Regions from separate parts of the Hermetia illucens genome. Here region 1 is linked to region 2. A link is a contact called in public Hi-C data. All regions are on one chromosome and are shown on one strand. The core of a region is the stretch at or near the end of the contact, and the rest is flanking DNA. Distances in the headings are between cores, read along the strand shown. Region 1 holds the start of LOC119661132 (tRNA-splicing endonuclease subunit Sen15-like). Region 2 holds the start of LOC119646231 (conserved oligomeric Golgi complex subunit 6).

Region 1 (6,160 bases), core at 1,911-4,410, 300 kb after region 2:
TTGACATTTGTTGAAAAGGTGGGGAGTGCGGGGGGTTGAAAGTGGTCATTTTTTTAACGAACCCATTCTCAGAAACTAGCAAACCGGAAAATCTGAAAAAAATCAGGGGTCTGCCACTACATGGTGCCTAGGCTTCGAAATACCCTCCATACCGATGCCTGGTAAAATAAAGTTAATAATAGTACATTACTAGATTTTTTAGTAATTGACAGGAAAACCCCCCTTAAGTTCATTCTAGAATCACAAAATTTTGCAATAACGTAGGTTAAATCATAGCTCATGATCCTACTTTGTGAATATCGAACTATTACTAACAATGTTATTATAGGTCAAAGCTGTCTCTTCAGTGCAAATTCAAGACTGTGAATGTCAATATCACTTGAAAGTGGATATATGCATATATTACGTGCTACATACTAATGGGATAAATGCACACTCAAATCTCTATATAAAAGAAATACACCAAACCTTTCATACCTGAAGCGTCTAGCTTCCGGTTTCCCGATTTGTTTATATCTGTTGTAGGTTAAATTCTTTGTATTTGCTAATAATATTAAACTGAGTGTGGGTTAAGAGTGTGAAGCGTATGAGGTTAAATATTATCAATACAGGGCTTTCCATCAATTGATTTATTTTTGGCAATGTGATCAGGAGCTGTCATGCACTCGGGTTATTTGAATCGCTGCAGCAATGTAGGCTACAGCATAGAGCATGATCCTGCCAAATTTGGTGAAAATCAAACTATTACTAACAAAGTTATACTAGGTCAAAACTGTCGCTTCTCTGCAAATTCAAGACTATGAATGTAAATATTACTTGAAAGTGGAAATTTTCACATAATATATGCATATTTTACGTGTTACATGCTAATCTCTTTATAAAGGAAATACACAAAACCTTTCATACCTGAAGCGCTGAGCTTCCGGTTTCCTGACTTGTTTTTTACTCGCTAGTGTTAGTTATTAAGCTTGCAAATGCTAATATTTCGGGAACCACTTATTCCCTTCATCAATGCTAACAAGTCTTGTGATGGTGTGACTTTGGAGAGTACTCTTCTCCCTCTTGCTACACTTAGGGCAATGTGCTTTTGTACTCTAGAAAGGCAAGTAGCAGCAGCCTCGAATCTGGTATCGGTTTATTTCTGACGGCTACCGTAAGGGATGCTCTGGAACATTTCGAACCTTTGACCGACAGAGAGCAGGCTGGTTTCGGCTCCGGATTCTTCTGCTTTGACCACCATCAAAAGCCTACGGGTAATTTTGGTATTATGCGTGGAGCTTAGATCTTTCCTTCACCCGCTCGTCATCGATTTCGAGAAAGTTTTCTATAATGTGATCAGGGAGTGCATCTTGATTGTTCTATGCAGGAAGGATATTTCGGAAAAAACTAATAACCATTATCAGAGCCACATATGATGGCGCTAAATGCCACGTGCTGCACTGAGGTAAAATATCAGAGGACTTTGGGGTCCAAAGCAGAGTCTGCCAGGATTGCATCCTGTGGCTGATATTATGATACTTCTTCTTGTTATCGATTACGTTCTCCATGCCTGCTTGTCCGGAGGTCGTGGAGGAGTTCAATGAACGGGGACATCTTTCTTCCAACACTTCGACTACGGTCATAACATCTGTTTGCTCTGTCACCGGGTCATGGAATTTGGCCAAATAGCTGTGGATTTGGAAAGAGAGGCTGGTAGAATTGGACTGAAGATAAACACAAATAAAACCAAGGTTTTCAGTCTGACGGGTCATCGCACTCTTCCTATCTGCATCAATGGCCAAGAGCTTCGAAAATGTTGATTACTTTGTATCTCTAGGAAGTGTGATTTCCGTTGAGGGTGACACCGAATTGGATTGGAAAACTAAAATGTCTCCATGGAACCCGCTATTCATATAAGTTCACTTTGTGTGGTTATGATTATATGCACCTCTTAAATAGCAATAAATTTACGTAAAGTGCGAAATATTACCTTTTATAACTTTGTTAATGATAGTTGGATACAGATCAAAGTTTCCAGAATTGTCGCCTATACTGCTACCAAATTTTGTACTAAACTTAAGGGGAGTTTTCGAGTAAATTTATAAAATATGGTGATATATTATCATTAAGTTTATATGTGCAGATATCGAAACGCGATGTAATTTTAGGCCTAGATTTGCAGATTTTTCGGTTGGATAGGTTTTGAGAATGAGACATTTTGAGTCTTCACTCCCCTGTGTTTCAGCCAATATAAAAGAAGATCAGTTCGGAAAAGTATTAACCGAGCCCTTTCATTTGATATCTCACATGACTATATTTGGTGAAAAAAAATGTACACTCCCATACATACTGATATGGAGGCCCCTTTAATTTCAACGCAGTGATGCCGCTCGCTGCACATAAAAAAAGTGAGCACCTCGTTGGTGGGCGCTGTTCCTTTTATAGCTCAACTTTTAAAGGACTTACCACGTTATTAATGACCTATCATAAACCGAATACACAGATTCACTTATTTAAACGTGCAAAGCAAATTATATCCCTCAGCTCAATAAAATGAGGCTTTCTTAAATTTAACTAGTTCGACTAAAAACGGGTACCCTCTTTTTTGTGCGGCGTGTATATATACGAGTCTGTACATATGTGTAGCGTGCCCCATGCATCAAAATTCTGAATTTGCATTATTTTGACAAGTTAGTAAAGTTATATCAATTTCGGATACTGTAGAACAGAAGAGGTGGTATTATTCAATAATATGAATAACTAAAAACTGTGAAGAAGCATCTAATATTTAGCATTCCTTCCTTTATTTACGATAAATTAAACTTGCCGTCTATCAAATCGACATATACTCGAGCAGCTATTCCTCGTTTCACTTCATCCTTGCACCCTAGGATTTGAAAGTCCCGCACCTAAATACAGCAAATGTTCAAACCATTGAATTCATATATTCAGCAAAATGCTCACCAGCTCTAGTGTTGACATGCTGTTTTTGCTGGCCTCCGTTTTCTAGTTTTTTTTACGTCACCAATGAATAATCGACAGTAGAACTCGTTGTGTTCAATAACATCGATTCACAGTTTATATATCTAAAAGAGTTGTTTTCCTACTTTTATTTATAACACAGCAGATTGCGATGTAGACAGCTACACTCACCATTTGTCACCTGAAATGAAACGTCAAACGACTGGAATTCAGCGAACATCTTGGAATGTGTAGCGCGTAAATTTATTGATTACGCTCTGTGTTGGAAAGTGAGAAACGGACGTTTTTGCATGTAACAAATATTGGTGAGTATTAGCAGCGTTTTTAATGAAGGTATTGCTTGGATTTCCAATGTAATCTTAGAATACAGGATTCTCACCCACAAGCGGCGGGACTAATGCAAGTGACATTAATAATTAGCACTTGCAACGCAAATAGTGCCTTCGGCAGTTCTCAAAACGAATTCATTCAAATAAATTACATTCAATTATAACAGCCATAAACGGAAAGCGCACGGAATTGCAACAAACCTTGCGACGTGGAGCGAACTTTGCCGAATTGAAATCTTCATTGTTCGTTGAAACTGCGTGTCAATCGGAGCTTATCTCGAGCGCACTACGCACACATCTGAATTGTGTTTCTCGCTTTACTGTTGCGTTTATTCCACTTCAATTTGCTTCCAACCTCAACATATCTTCCACGAAGTTATCATCATCAACGGCACAACAACCGGTATCCATTCTAGGCCTGCCTTAATAAGCAACTCCAGACATCCCGGTTTTGCGCCGAGGTCCACCAACTCGATATCTCTAAAAGCTGCCTGGGGTCATGGCCTATGTTATCGTTCCATTTCAGGCGTCTGCTTTTTCTATCATAGATGTTGCTCTTATAGACTTTTCGGGCTGGATCATCCTCATATATAGGGATGAGGTGACCCGCCTACCACAAACTATTGAACCGGATTTTATCCACAACCAGACGGTCGTGGTACCGCTCATAGATTTCGTCGTTATGTAGGCTACGGGATTGTCCATCCTCATGTAAGGGGTCAAAAATTCTTCGGAGCTAAGTTAAGCTTGCTAAGAACCCATGTCTCCGAGGAATACATAAGGACTGGCAAAATCATAGTCTTGTACAGTAAGAGCTTGGACCCTATGGTGAGATGTTTCGAGCGAGAGAGTTTTTGTAAGCTGAAATTGACTGTGTTGGCTGCCAACAGACTCTGTTATCGGTTGTGATTTTCGACCCTAGATAGCAGAAATTATCAACGGTCTCAAAGTTATAGTCTCCTATCTGAATATTCGACCAGTCCGGTTTGATTTTGGTTGCTTGGTGTTTGGTGCTGACATTGCCACCATGTCTTACCTTCATTAATATGCAGCCAAGATCTCGCGCCTTCAGCGCAGTTTGTACGTCTCGGGTCGTTCTTCCAATGATGTCGATATCGTCAGTATAGGCCAGTAGTTGAGTGGACTTAAAGAGGATCGTACCCCTCGCATTTACCTCAGCATCACGGTTCTCTTTTTCCAGGGCCAGGTTAAAGACGACGCATGATAGGACATCCCCTTGATGTCGAATGATCTTAAGAGTGATCCTGCTGCCTTATCTGGCCTCGCACATTGGCCAGGGTCAGCCCAGTCAGTCTTATCAATTTTGTCGTTTGCCGCACAGAAAAAATCTAATCTGTTGCTGATTTGCCTGGAGTGAGGCCTTGTTTCGGGCGTATGGGACTATCTGACCTAGCAGGAAAGCGGGAAATATCTTACAGATGGTACCCAGCAACGTAATACCTCAATAATTGCTGCATTGCGTGATATCTTCTTGTTTATGTATGGGACAGATGTCCCATTGCCAGTCATCAGGCATTGATTTGCTGTCCCATAAATTGAGCATCAGTTGATGAAATACTTGGTGTAGTTGGTCGCCTCCATAATTAACCAATTCATCTGTAATTCCATCGGTCCTTGGCGACTTTTGGTTTTTAAGCTGGGGGATTGCACGGACTGTTTCTTCTATGCTTGGTGGTGGTAGTATTTGTCCATCGTTTTTTGTTGTCGTGACCTCCAACTCACCGATACTTTGGTTGTTGAGCAGTTCATCAAAATGCTCAATCCATCGCTTCAATATGCCCATTTTGTAGAAAATCGGATTTGCCTCTTTATCCTGTTGACTTGTTAGTAAAATTTGCGCGCCTGGCGCAGTTGTTCCCTGTACTTTTCGAGTTCACAGACCTGTTGGTTCTCCCGCGCTTCTTTTTTCCTTCTATGAAGTCGCTTCTCCGCTCAACGAAGTTCATAATAAGCCTCTCCGCGTGCCCGCGTTCTTTGAGAATCTAACATTTCGTATTTGTATGATATTTTGATGTAAGCTATGGGAACCAGCGTATCGCCCGAATACGGGCTCCGTCCTGAATGTTCAAATCTCCAAGTATGATTTTGATGTCATATCCTTCTCCGACTATGCAGTCTCCTCTGTAGGGCCTTATATCGGGAAAGGGTATCGGTTGGCAGCTTCATCTCTGTACAGGGAGCCCAGGTTCCATGAGAAAATGCGCAGATCGTTACTTCGTTTTCACTGTCGGGTTCGTCGTTGTGTAGTCAACTCAGTCCGAGGATCCTTTTGTGGCTTCGTAACCGGTTGTTTTCCGTGTAGGGTTGTCAACATTATCCAACCCCCACCCATTAAGACAAGTTGGTACAATTTGTCCCGTTTTTAGGTGCGGGAGGCTCACCTTCATCCTTTTTCGTTTCCAGTTTTTCATTAAGAAAGGACTCCCAGCGATCAGCACATGGAGGTGGAGATAGGGTTTGGTGGTAGAGCTGTTGGTGTTGCTTCAGCAGGCGTTTCCCAGGTTTTATGCTCAGGTTGAGTAGTTTCCGAAAATTAATCCTGTCCCAATTTAAGTGTGCATATTTTGACTTCTTACACGTGCACTTTACAATTCACGTCAAAACTAACAGTTTCGGAAAGTATTAATCGAGACCTATAATTTGATACTCCACATAGCTATATTCGGTGAAAAAAATGTAGGTCCCCCTTTTGCATGTATGGGGAGCCCCCTTTAAACTTCGCTTAGGCAGATGAGATGACAAACATATACAATGCGAAGTCTATTTTTCAGTTATCGCACACGAAGAACGCCGAAAAAGAAAGTTCTGTAAATAGATGGGAAGAGCATTGGGAACGCTTGGGAAAGGGT
Region 2 (5,919 bases), core at 3,352-5,851:
CTCTACAGCCAGGAGCAATTTGTTATGGATTATACGTTCCAACATTTCCAACATATAGATTTTTTGAAAGATGGTTTACCAGGATTGCCTGATCTTTGAGTCTCCCCATTACAACCCTGTAGGCGTTTTCCCATGGGTCTATATCCGCTTCTACTCAAAGCTATTTGAAGCAGTCCCTCTTGCTTCGCTGTATATCTAACTTCACGTTTCTTCGAGTTTCCTTATAAATACACTGATTCACCTCCTAATCAAACCTACCCATTGCTCTGTGAGCAGTTGGTCTAGCTTGATGACACGCCGACTGAAGATCAGACAATTCACCACCTACAATATAACGTCTCGAGATCGATGAGTCGCAAGCCATCTCAATTTCGAGGCCAAAAATTATTGTCTGGTGACCACTGTGAGTGTAGTCTTTATTGATTCCAGGACATATCGTGAGCTAGTGAAGGACAAACAAAGGTCGGATCCACAACCGAACCGGACCTTCCTTTCCGATAAGTGTTATCCTGACCATCGTTAGTAAATATGACGCCTAACTGTGCGAAAGCCCTCTTGCATTCGTCAATGAGCTTGCCCATTCTGTGGCCCATACATTGAAGTCACCAGCGATGACTTTTGGTCTCCGTCCCTTTGCGTTCAAGACCAAGCTATCCAACATGTCCTTCAATTCAACCAACATCAGATTTGGAGGAGACTTATTCATAATCTATTTTTGCCCGGACGAACCTGCTAGTGAGCTATCTCATACATTCCTGTAAGGCTTGGTTCCAGCATACCATCGCACCACATGCATTTGGGATCCTTTATTACATTCCCGGGCAAGGTGACCCGTTTTCTAACAACGTCTACATTGGTCAGACTGAGCAAAGCACTTGTGTACGCTCTCGCCAAATGTCCGTACAAGAGACACTTAAAGCATTTCTTTAAAGAGATTTGCTCTCTAAGGCGACAGACTCCCTACACAATCTTCTATTTCTTTCACCTTTATCCCGCTTACAAGCGGGGTCGGCCCGTTGTGATCGGTTGCGCCATTTAGACTTCCAACCCAATACAGACCTTAAGGATATCTCGCAGCTTGCACGCTGCTTCTGGTGAATGGTCGCCATCTCTATGCCTCCATACGCCTTTCTGGCGCTTACAATGGATGCCTCCTGCAAAGCCGTGCAACTTGAACTGCTACTACTAGTACAGATTTCCGCTTTAGAAATGACTTCATCAAGGTCCTTGCACTGGATAGCGATCTCATGCTTTTGAACAAGCGCAGCAGCACTTTCCCCTAGTAATTTTTTGACTTGGCCTTCGACTTTGCTCTTTTCAGCCCTTTTCAGCTCCACCATTAGATACCCTTTTGGTTCCGCCGAATCCTGCTTACATTTCCGCCCAAGTCTACAAGACCAAGGTCCGCTTATCTTAGTCCAACCGTCGCGTACCTTTTGATCGATCATCATATCCCGCCTATCAATGTTTTAGACCCCTTGCTCAATGTGGACAAAAAGTCTGCTTTTCGTTCTTTGGGAATCTACTGATTTCCCGGGTGTTTGTCTTCCTTTCCCCGAACCCTCCTTTTTCTCTGCCCCTCCACGAGTATACGGCAGGGTGTCATCTGCGTTGACTGCGTTACCGTTGAAGGAGTAATTTTAGGGATCTCCTTCGATTCTTTCGCATCTTCCCGGAACTTTTTATATAGAACCCTGATGGATCTTACCATATACTTAGGAGTTACGACCTTTTTCTACGAGAGATCCTCAAGACCGAGAGCCTGAATCCTGCTGTCATAGTTGTTACAGGCTCAAACTCTATGATTCTTTGTGTCCTCCGCCGACGCAAAAACTAAAGGATCTGGTAGTGTATGCAAAATCAAGTGATGTTGAACTCTTAATAGGTTGTGATGCGGTCGCTAAACATATTTGTTGGGGAAGTAGGAAATTCAATCCTAGGGAGACAAACTATTTGATATTATCACTACCGTTGGTTCGATGGAAGTGAACAAAGGGCGCGATCCTACGTTCGTGGGGTCTTCTTGAAATAATTGACCTAACAATCTGCACTTCAAAGTTGTTAGAATTAATTAGATACTGGCGGGTGCTAGACGATCTCATACCACCAGATCACCATTACTTAGAATTTAGTCTGACTATTTCTGGCGAACAGACTTTAATACAAAGACGAAATTCTAGGAAAACGGAGTGGGTAAAGGTCAGTGAACTTCTTAGCATTAAAATGCTGTTCTCTAGCCGACTAGGAAATGAAACGTTTACGAACTCCATAGTTCTAGGTCTGTACAGACTCTCTTGGAAGCACACCATTCAGTGACCACAGCTGACAGAAGTGGCAGTTGGAGAATTGGCGGTTTCTGCAAACCTTTCAACACAAATGCGGAATTGAAACACTGCAATAGCAGTGGTTACCAATGAAAAAGCGGGAGCTGTTATAATGTCCTTTAAACGCTTCGACACACCTAGCATGGATGGAATCTACCCGGCGATGCTAAAGGAGGATATAGAGGACTTAGAGAAACTTCCAGAAAATATTTTTCTATGATGTCTTGCTCTGACAACTTCAGACAAATCAACTTAAACTATAAGAGAGACTGTTTCAGCCTAACATTCACAAGAAGCTGCTGAGGTCGCACCTACTAAATGAAAATCGACGGGCTTACCGGCGTGAAAAGTCATGTAAGTCTGCTCTTCACTCTTTGGTTTCTAGATAGAAACAGAAGCAACGGAAGGCTACTTTCACGGAGGTGTGCTATCGTCGCTTTTGTGGAGTACGTTGACGGACTCACTACTATGCGAACTGCAAAATCTGCCAATATGAGCGAATGCCGAGATCTTGTAGAAATATACAACGCGCCGTTGATTTGATTGACAGTTGGTGCCTAAGGCTGATCGGGTAGTGGGTCCTCGTGACCCTCAACAAATGCGGAAGAATGCTGGTATCACCGAAGGTTTGTGAGAAAGGCCACAAAAAGTGAGATCCCCTGCACTTCTTCGCTGAAAAGATAGACTTGCCGAGGACTCTGGCGACGACTACCTGAAGTGCAACACCACGCCGCCTAAGAATTTATGAACCCTTGGGCCAACACCACTACATAATAAATAGAGGTGCTGAAGTCTAGGTTCCCCCCACATCCCGGAATCATCGACTAACACTACAAACCTTAAAATTCGCGGCACAAAATTCATTGACGATGCGCATGCATAGCTTACCAGCAGGTAAATGAGTCTAAAGTTTGGACGGACGTTTTCTTGGAGCTTCATTATTCATCTTAGATGATCCTGTACCACTATGGATTGCTAGTTCATCTGCACAACAGATTTCTCATCCACAACCTTCCTTAGGTAGTCAGGAAATTTCACTAAATTAATATGCGTTTTCATATTTTTCTGTTGATTCGGTACTTCCTCATATGCAACAAAATTACATTAATTTATTCCGCAAAATTAAACTTTACTACTTCACCGTGAATGTTCTAGGCGTTCATTCGAGGAGGAATATCAACAAATATTATTTACTCCTGAAGGAAGTAAGGATACTACTGACTACTTAACATTCGGCAGACGACTTTATTATGAGTTATTAATATTACCTATCTAGATTGTTCTAGGATAATCCTGTCCAATGTGGCTGCGGCTTCATAATACCCATTAAATCCCAATACAACTTTATTTCACACCAAAATTGTAACAAACAGTTTGCCTAATATATTATGATTTCTAGTTAGAATACATACTTTGCGCTTTGAGATTTAATTCCATGTAAAAAGAAAACGCAAAAATGAAATATCACCTGCCGAATCTTTGAATACTCGTATTAAGGTTATTTCACTCCATATTGAAATTTGTGCATATTTTGCTCAAAATATATTTCACCTCAGGCTGCTCTCTGTCGATCAAGTTTTCGAGATGTTCTTTGATGTCTTCCAGGATTATTTTAGCTATTACCTTTGCGACGGCAGAGAGTACGCAAATTCCCCTCCAAATGCCCTTCGTGCATTCTCTGGGTAAGGTCTCGGATTCGCAAGTTTTCCGTACGGGTGGAAATGGTAACTGCAGCGATGAGTAACTCTGCGGAGAGACCATCAACCATCAACTCCGTTTGAGAGCATGTTTCGGTGACTAGCCATTTCATCCACAAGAGGAGGGACTTGACCGGATATGATACGGTTACGAACTGTGGTGAAGTTTTCCTCCCAACTCTTCAGCTGCTCATCATTGTGGATGAGAAGCCGACCGTTAAAGTCCTTTACAGGGCCATCGAACGATTTGCAAGCTCTTTCGTAATGCGGAATACACTTCTGAAATCATTAGATAGTTTCAAAATTGAAAATTTAATGAATTTCAATAATTCACCTCAAAAATGACTATTTGTCTTTGACTTTAAGTGGAGAAAATAAAAGCAAGTTAAATAATAATTAACAAACTATAATCAGGAAAACAAATTAAAGAACTTTTCAGAAGACATCCAACAATTTCATATCTAAGATCAAGAGTTTCAAATTTCTTCCTCAGCTAATAAATTTCCCGCCTTCGGGAACTGCTGAATACATTCCAGCTGTCAACATTCCAATTGGAAGGTGGTGTTGACGTTTCATTTTCCGTGTGTCAACATAGCAATTCCCAAAACATTCCCAGATATTTGCTAGTCCGTGAATATTTTCTATCAGAAAAATGAAGGAACCTGCTACATCTGAAAATGACCCGATCCAGAAACGTTTAAATAAAATACTTGAAACCCGCCTGGATACAGATAAGGTATAGTACAACAGCTCAAAATTAAAGATATCCTGCAAAAGCCGGCAAATTCCAGGACACCCTCGAAGCCTTGTCCGACCTCTCAACATTTTTCACGGAAAACACCTTACAAACCCGACGAAATCTACGTAGTCAAATTGAAAAGCGCAGCGTCGCCATCAATGAGAACTTCCTGGAGTCATTTCGTGAAGTGAAACTCTCGCTGGACTCCATATGCAACGAGATTGATGCAATGGCGAAGTCAGTGAATTCAATGAAGGAGAACTTGCGAAGCTCGCAGGCTCTCACTCACGATTTGATCCAACAAACAAATTCACTTCAAGCGGAGAGTAATAAACTGCAAATTGACCAGCAAATAGCCGGCGCATTTTTGTCACGATTCCAGCTAAGTGTAGCCGAACATCAGACGCTGTACGGAGCCGTGAAGGATGCGCCAATCACGCCTGATTTTTTCACAGTTTTGGACCGAGTTCAATCCATTCACGCTGATTGTCGGATACTAATGCAAAGTGGGTACCAAACGGCTGCATTGGATATTATGGAGGAAATGACGCTGCACCAGGAAGGGGCTTTAGAGCGATTGTATCGATGGACGCAGAGCCATTGCCGGAATATTGACTCTCACGATGTTGGGTCGTTGGTTGTGCAAGCGATGAGCCGGTTGCAGGATCGTCCCGTTTTATTCAAGTACATGATGCCCTTCTTATAACAAATCGCCCACCTTAATTTCTTGGAGTATTTTTGAAGGTATGTGATTGATGAATACGCAACTGCTCGTCGTTCGGTGCTGGTTCGATCATTCATTGACGCTCTTACGGTCGGCGGACCAGGGGGGAATCCAAAACCAATCGAAATGCACGCTCACGACCCCAAGCGATACATTGGGGACATGTTTGCGTGGCTGCATCAGGCCATCCCTACGGAAAAGGAAAATCTATTGCTTCTGATCAAGCTTTGTGACAAAAATGGTTCGTAACAAATTTGTTTGCTTTCTTTAAACAAAATTTTGAAAATATCTCGATTTACAGACCTTTCCGAACAAATCCAAAACGCGCTAGCGAACATTGCTGATGGAGTTTGTCATCCTTTAAAAATCAGAGTGGAAACCATCCTCAATTCCGAAAAGGACACAATTATCCTTTTCGCGATATCGAACTTGCTG

What was found. A called contact is a pair of places that touch in the nucleus more often than the background predicts.
Region 1: a contact with region 2 is called in a Hi-C map of an unstated tissue, with 5 times the contacts expected there. The contact joins the promoter of LOC119661132 here to the promoter of LOC119646231 in region 2. A contact is called at or near these places in 2 of 2 Hi-C or Micro-C datasets (an unstated tissue and whole body).

Annotation. Positions count from the first base shown.
Region 1 is chr1:70,426,467-70,432,626 of iHerIll2.2.curated.20191125, forward strand. LOC119661132 (tRNA-splicing endonuclease subunit Sen15-like) reads right to left here and starts at 3,161. Exons shown (of 5, transcript XM_038070333.1): 1 at 3,133-3,161; 2 at 2,944-3,065; 3 at 2,807-2,888. The coding sequence starts at 2,961.
Region 2 is chr1:70,128,532-70,134,450 of iHerIll2.2.curated.20191125, forward strand. It overlaps LOC119646231 (conserved oligomeric Golgi complex subunit 6), which reads left to right and starts at 4,602. Exons shown (of 5, transcript XM_038046621.1): 1 at 4,602-4,757; 2 at 4,813-5,444; 3 at 5,505-5,725; 4 at 5,786-5,919. The coding sequence starts at 4,674.